Regions from separate parts of the Sus scrofa genome. Here region 2 is linked to region 1. Evidence: chromatin contacts called from public Hi-C data. All regions are on one chromosome and are shown on one strand. Each heading gives the region's core, a stretch centred on a gene start, on an enhancer-like site or on the middle of the called end of the contact. The rest is flanking DNA. Distances are from core to core; before and after follow the strand shown. Region 1 has its middle 120 kb from the start of AKR1E2. Region 2 has its middle 260 kb from the start of AKR1E2.

Region 1 (3,571 bases), core at 295-2,794:
ACATGGATATCCACGGGTCCCCTCATTCCGCTCCTATTTGTGTTCTGGGAGTGATCTTTCTTCAGATCTTATGCTCCATGAACTCTCCTCTCTTCCCTGAGATTAGCTTTCACTCGCACATAAATTTACAATTACAAACAACTGTATTTCCACTTAGCTTTTTCCTGCCTTGGCTGAAGACACCTAAGATTTCAGGCACATCAGGATCTTTGGCAAAAGCAGCCATTTTCTTTTGCATGAATGGAGTTGATTTAGTCCCGTTCTTTTGTTCTTAAAAAAACACATTGCTCTGAGAAAAATGTAAACAAAATTATACTAACGTCGCTTCTCTCAACTGTCACATCCATCTTAACTTAAATGAATAGCACCAGATCCTTTTAGTGGCTCTGTTTAAATTGTTGGAAAGACAGACCGAGATTATTTTAATGAACAACCTCAGGAAAACAAAAATCCAGGGAATAATAAATTCTCGTTTATAGCGATATAAAACTATACTCACCAATGCTGCCAATGGACATTCAGTTTATTTCCCTTTTTTTCCACTATTTTAACACGTCTGCATCATTTTATTGTCCTATAAAAATTCACCTTCTGTGAAGTGTTCTGTTCTCCTTATCTTTCCCTTTTTTTCCCCTTTTTTGGTCTTCTTCTTGGAGTTATGTTGTAAAATTCTACTTTGGTTGATAGTTTTGTATTAATTGTATGCACTGTCAGTCTCTTTATTCCTCCCGTCTGTGGCTTGTTATTTTTAATCAAAAATTTAATATAATTAAATATTTATTTAAATTGTTTTAATTTAATTTAAATATATTAAATTTGATTGATTGATGAACTGATTGCATTCATGATTTGTGTTTTTCCTTTCTGATCGGACTTAATTTTTCCCTCCCTGTGGACATGAAGAGACTCTTCTGTGTTTTTCCTCCACATTTTAAAGTTTTGTTCTTTACACGTAGTTCCACCTTAGGTAAAATTTACTTTTTAATGTCATTTACCTTTTCCACGTGGATAGCTGATTTCCAGTAATATTTATTGAATTAGAAGCAAATTTTTTTTTAATGCATGAGAGTATCTAATATATTCTCTAGCAGAACCGGATGTTGGCTGAATTAGGTTGATTTTAATTAAATTAATTGTCCCAGTGGTTACAGGAAGGCCTTAGAAGTCATTAATGAGCCCCAAGAGTGCAAGACACGGGGTTTGAGCCGTAACCCTGGGACCTACCGCATTCCTCGCCTCACTACAGACCTGCGAGGTCTCTAGGTTTGTGTGCCTGACTCAGTAATGTCCAAACTAAAGTTTTTCTTTCTGTACCTAGAGGTGACAGAGAAACACATCACTTTGCTGCTGAGAGTGGCATTTTAGGCAGAGGCTAGAAAGTAGGCAAAGTCTGCCTTGTGTAACATTTGTCCATGAATCAGACTGCAGCAGAGTCTCACAAAATATTTATTAAGAGAAAGAGTAAACTTAGCTGATCTAATTTCTGCCTGTTAGTTCTTGGCAGTCTGAAAGATTATATTAGTCAAGCTTTCCAAGTTACCCAATAGAATACAAAAATGATGGGAAAATATTCCAAGTAAATACTGCAGAAAACATGTCTTCCAAAGGCTGGAAGATGGCAAGATGGAAAGTTCTAAGGCATAAAAGTCGTACCACGGTACCGCATGTAAAACCAGAGCTTTTAGCAATAGGATATGCTAAGATTTTGACATCCTTAAACTAGCTAAGGCTCTTTGCAGCAAGTAGGGTAGAATATGAGCTTGCAATGAAGTCTCTCCTGAGTCTGTGACCCAGACGTGCTGATGAAAATTGGAGATATGCCCTCTTTTTTTTCTTTTCTTTTTTTTGTTTTTGTTTTTTAGGTCCACACCCGTGGCATATGGAAGTTCACAGGCCAGGGGTCGAATTGGAGCTACAGCTGCTGGCCACAGCCACAGCCACAGCAACTCGGGATCTGTGCCGCATCTGCGACCTACACCACAGCTCATGATCCTTAACCCACTGAGTGAGGCCAGGAATCCAACCCGCGTCCTCACGGATGCTAGTCGGGTTTGTTAACCACTGAGCCGTGAGGGGAACCCCCTGCCCTCATTTTATTTCATGGAGCCCACAGTCAGTACAATGCTGAATCCCTTTTGCAGAGTGCTCAATTCTCATATATTTTGTCATGAAATGTATGTGTTCACCACCCAAACTGAGAAAAAGTATAAATGAAATGAGAAGAGAAACAGAATATAATTGAGTATTTCAAAGCAATCTCCATTTTTGAAAACTATACATGTATGAATGATATGGTATATGCAAATATGATATAAGATATAAATATACATTATATATTAAATTATATAATTTTGGGTATTTCATAATATAATTTTCATTTATATTCATTTTGTAACATTCATTTCATAATATAATTATATATATATACACACACACACAAATACACAAAAACATATAGGCAGAAAACCAAAATATTGTCAGAATATTTATTTCTTGATGATGGAAATTTTAGTGGTCATCCTTGGTTTTGTTTCTGTGGTCCTACCTTAGGTATTTTCCAAATTGTTCACTGAATTTGAATTAACCTTTACAACGATAAAATGTAATTTGTTTCAAGGCTGAAAAGACTTGAAAAGACGGGGAAATCTTCACCTGAAAACTCTAATTGCAGCAATGATCTGAATCAGAGTTTCCCAGCGCCAGGGAAGCACAGCTGCCCCAAATGCAGAAACGTGGACACCTGTGCCCCCTAGTGGCCACCCTCAGTAAGTGTCCGGGGAGCCTCGTCCTCTGTTGGTAGGAATCTCCAGGGAGACTTGTGTTTATAAAACCGGGAAACCCCGCTCCCTCCTCCCAGGCTGGGGACCCACAGTCTACACTGAGAAATGAGGACTTAGAATTAGGGAATATCCTAATCACGGCTAATGAGAGAGACCCGGAAAAAAGCGGCTGCCACCCGTAGGAACACAAATAAAAAGGAAACTAGGTTTCTTTCAGTTTTAAAAAATACATCAGTATATACTATAGTGTGTATTAAAAGAGTATATATTTTAAAATATATTAGTCTATATACTTAGAATATACTACTAATATTAATAATGGTATTAATGTGTAATATATTACATATGTGTATGTAATACATGTACTAATAATAGTCATATATTACATGCACACTTTTATAGCATTTATGTACTTTAGCATACTTTATATCTTTGAACATATATATTTTTATAGTGTGCTTTTTAAATGTATGCCTGTGTTTGTGTCCGTATTTCTATACCTGTAGTTTTACATAGTATTGTGTGTGTGTATACTGCATATGATGTATATATGTAGAATATGTGTAGTATTCACACATGCCTATTTTTACAAATGATTCTGCATTTGTCAGGGTTTTGTTCTAATCAAGAGCCTAAAGTATGACACATCTGCATTTCTAAGTCCACAGCTAGCAAAAGCATTTCTTCCTTTTGAAGTTACGTGCAGCTCCAATTTGCTTGGAAAGTTGACACATCCAAGTTCATCGTCATTGCTGTTATTATTATTTATGAAATTCAGCATTTCCTCAGAG
Region 2 (3,571 bases), core at 465-2,964, 140 kb before region 1:
GTGTACAGCTCGTGTGATTTCTCTTCCAGGATAAAGGTATCTTTTCATATTAAGTCCAAAGTGAAGATAAAATAGTAGCTTGTTACCATATCCATATCCAAAGATAAAACTTTCTGAAGCTCAGAGGACTCTCGTTAACCTTTCATTTCTGTGATTATATTAGTGTGGGCTCTATATTCCATTTTCATATGGCCCTAATTTTATTTCAGATATATTCTAATAACCTCAGATGGGGATAATTTTATTTCTTTCTTTTTTTTTTTTTTTTTTTGCTTTGCTATTGTACATCATGATTAGCTAGGGGATTTTTATTTATTTTTATTTTTTTTAATTTTTCTTTTTTTGTCTTTTTGTTTTTTAGGACCACACCAGCAGTATAAGGAGGTCCCCAAGCTAGGGGTCGAATCAGAGATACAGCCGCCAGCCTGCACCAGAGCCACAGCAACGTGGGATTCGAGCCACATCTGTGACCTACACCACAGCTCATGGCAATACCAGAGCCTTAACCCACTGAGCTAGGCCAGGGATCGAACCCGTGTCTTCATGGATGCTAGTCAGGTTCGTTAACCACTGAGCCCCAAGGGGAACTCCAGATGGGGATAATTTTAAAACAAGGTTGTCAATAGTCAAATTAGTCAAGGCCATGAGTGCATTTCAAGACAATTCCAGATAGCTGAGTAGGTTCCAGATCAGCAGGAAAACGAAATAAAAAGAAGTATATGGAAAAAGACGGATTGGGGAGTGAGCTGGGACAAGCCCCAGAGGTCGCTGGCTGTGCACTGCGCTTTCTGTGGTCAGAGGCAGGAGGAGCTGGAGGATGGCCCAGCTGACCTCCGACCCGTGGGCGGTGAGAGCGCCTTGCAGCCTTTTAACCGGCTCAGGACCCAGCCCAGGCTCCTAAAAGAATCCACCTGGAGAACGTGGGCAGGTTGTACGGCGTCTCTGCCTCTAACGTGGCAACAGTAAGAGTGCTGACCTCCCAGTGTTGTTTTGTGAATGTCAAGTCATGCTCAAAAGTCACAGTGTGGGATGCATGATGCGTGTGAAATAAACATTAACTCTTGCAAAGTCTTCTGAAGGTCCCCTTCTCCTGTTCCAGGCTGGCTTGCTCCGAGCTGCTCAGAGACAGGCCAGAAGCAATGCACCATCAGGCAAAGCCTCCTGGTCAAAACAGGACCGGCTTTCCTATAAAGCGGCTTTACATTGTCAAAGCAGCCCTGAAAACACCAAGACTCAGCTTCCACCGAATGCATTCAGAGAGTTCTCCGTGTATCCCCCAAGACTGCTGACTTAGTCACCAGCCAAGAAAGGTGAAGGGCTAAGTGCAAGGGCCATTCTTCCTTCTCCAAGCGAAAGCCAAGCTCCGACAGCTAGAGAGAGGCCTCACAGCTTTCGAAAATAATGAAGATCAGAAGCCTCCAGTTTCTTTGTCTTTCTAATGACTCTGCTTTAAAAATAAATCTGTTCCTTGTCTCTCTGACTTTCCATAGGCTTTCTGAGCTTACTTGAAACAAACAGATTTTGACTCTGTTGGGAAATGATCGTTCTCTACACCCGGACACAACAGGCAATCCCTAGAGATGGCAGATCTGCTGTCACTTTGTCCGGTCATCTGAAAATAGGCTTTCTCGGGGAGGAGGCCTGACATGGAAGCCGAGGGCAAAGGATGTGCTCCGGAGAGAGTGTGAACTGGCTTTTGTTCCCTCCTTGGTGACACCCGACCCTGGCCTTGGAAGGTGGACCTTCCAGGGCTGTGCGGTAAAGCCATCTTCTGCAGGCGTCTGTGACTCCTGCCCATCTTGAATTCCTCCATCTGAATGAAAGAAATGACTGCCCCACGTCTCTCAGGGGTGAGGGGCATGTCATCTTTTGATGCCCATATTTCAGTTCACGGAAGCCCTGCCACCTGCAGGGAGAAAACAGCCCACGAAACCCTCACTGGAGCCTCAGCGCCGCCATGCCCTGTCTCCCTGGTAAAATAAGCAAATCCTTATCAGTCAGCATCTGTTTCCCGTGCCCCCACCCCAGCGTCTGTTTACCAGATTTTTTTCATTGAGAGACTTCCCCGCGGCGTATAATTCACTTCGTTTTTGCTCATTCATAAGATTTTTTTTTTTTTTTTTTTTTTTATCTCCCAGCTGCAACTATTTTGGGCACATTTCTGAGGACTTATTGAATGTGACTCATCGGAGTGAAGTGGGACTACCGAACAAAGCGGAGGCCGTCTGAGCGCTTTTGAAATACAGTAAATTTACACAATACGTATTTGTTGGTGTAAAGTACATGATTCGAGCGCTTGTCCATAGAGTCTTCTCCCCGTCTATTCAAAAATGAAGTGGATTGCTTTTTTAATATGCAAATTCTGGAAAAGGCTACTTAGCCTTCTCTCTTTCCTCCAGAAGTTGCCAGGGGGAGGAAAACAACGGAGACAAAGTAAACTCATCGCTTTCATTCGACACAAAATCAAATCGCTATTGCCAGGCGTTCCCATGGCAACTGCCTTCCTAAGCAAACTTCTCTGCAAAATATACAGCTGTTATTTTATCTCGTTGCTAAGTTCCCTCGACAAAACCACACCATAATAACCGCTCACATATATGTGGTTAAAGGGGATAAAACTCCCACGGGCCTCACAGAGCTTATCTTTTAAATGATAACTTAGGAATTTGACCCTCCATCCTCAGCACCATATGGGGTTTTCCTTTTTCTTTTTTTTTTTTTTGAGTCCTTTGCCTTGAAACTCTGCCATATTAGGAAAAATCCAGGCGAGTCTTTCATCTATATCATTGTTAGTTGTGTGAATAGAATTTTTTCCTTTGGTTTGTTTTTTTTATTGTCGAACAGTGAAAGATTAGGTTCCATTTTCCCATTTTCATTAAATGAGATGATAAAATGATGTATTCTAATATTTCATATCTGCAGAGTTAATAGTTTCTCTATTACTGTTTGTTCTCTTTTTTAAAGCGTAACCATGACTGGACTAGTCTTTGGGTACCAATTATTCTGCCTCTCTCTGGAGAGGAACCAGTGAGAAAATTGAAGTCATTTTATCAAACTGCCAAGAGAGGAGAGAGAGTACCCATTACATGGCTATCCATAACATATTTTAGCACCAGAGCAAAGCTGTAAATAAGCCAGAAGAAAATAGGCCCAAGCCCTAGAGGAAAGTCAGATTCCCATGAAATATTCAGTGAGGCTCTCTCTCACCAGTGCGGGCCCCAGGAGGGCCAGGGAGGAATATTATGGATCTCGTGTCTCAGGGGAGGAGCAGGTCGATGAAAGGGACATGCCCACACCGTGAAGCTTGGGGCAGTGTCACAGCTAGGCTGCTGCCTCTCTCCATTGCTTTCTTTTAAAGTAATGTGTTTTCTTCACCTTAATTCCGCTGCATTTGGCAAGAAAACTGGTTTGTTGATGACCCTTAAGACTATGCCATAAGAGTTCCCACTGCGGCTCAGCACGTTAAGAGCCCGACTAGTATCCATGAGGCTGTGGCTTCGATCCCTGGGTTAAGGATCCAGCATTGCCATGAGCTGTGGTGTAGGTGGCAGACGAGGCTCGGATCCCGAGT

The links. A called contact is a pair of places that touch in the nucleus more often than the background predicts.
Region 2: a Hi-C map of omental adipose tissue shows a contact between it and region 1, with 2.1 times the contacts expected there. The contact joins two enhancer-like sites. A contact is called at or near these places in 8 of 47 Hi-C or Micro-C datasets (embryonic fibroblasts, mesenteric adipose tissue, omental adipose tissue and 2 more) and 1 of 2 datasets of contacts at active chromatin or transcription factors (skeletal muscle).

The regions. Positions count from the first base shown.
Region 1 is chr10:65,816,149-65,819,719 of Sscrofa11.1, reverse strand. No RefSeq gene overlaps it. Among named protein-coding and RNA genes, the nearest start is that of AKR1E2, 120 kb to the right of the region's middle. Within about 2 kb of position 1,544, at least 10 of the 83 cell types and tissues checked have an H3K27ac peak or open chromatin away from gene starts, as enhancers often do. A contact at or near this core is called in mesenteric adipose tissue, omental adipose tissue and skeletal muscle, where this site is marked.
Region 2 is chr10:65,956,379-65,959,949 of Sscrofa11.1, reverse strand. No RefSeq gene overlaps it. Among named protein-coding and RNA genes, the nearest start is that of AKR1E2, 260 kb to the right of the region's middle. Within about 2 kb of position 1,714, at least 32 of the 83 cell types and tissues checked have an H3K27ac peak or open chromatin away from gene starts, as enhancers often do. A contact at or near this core is called in mesenteric adipose tissue, omental adipose tissue and skeletal muscle, where this site is marked.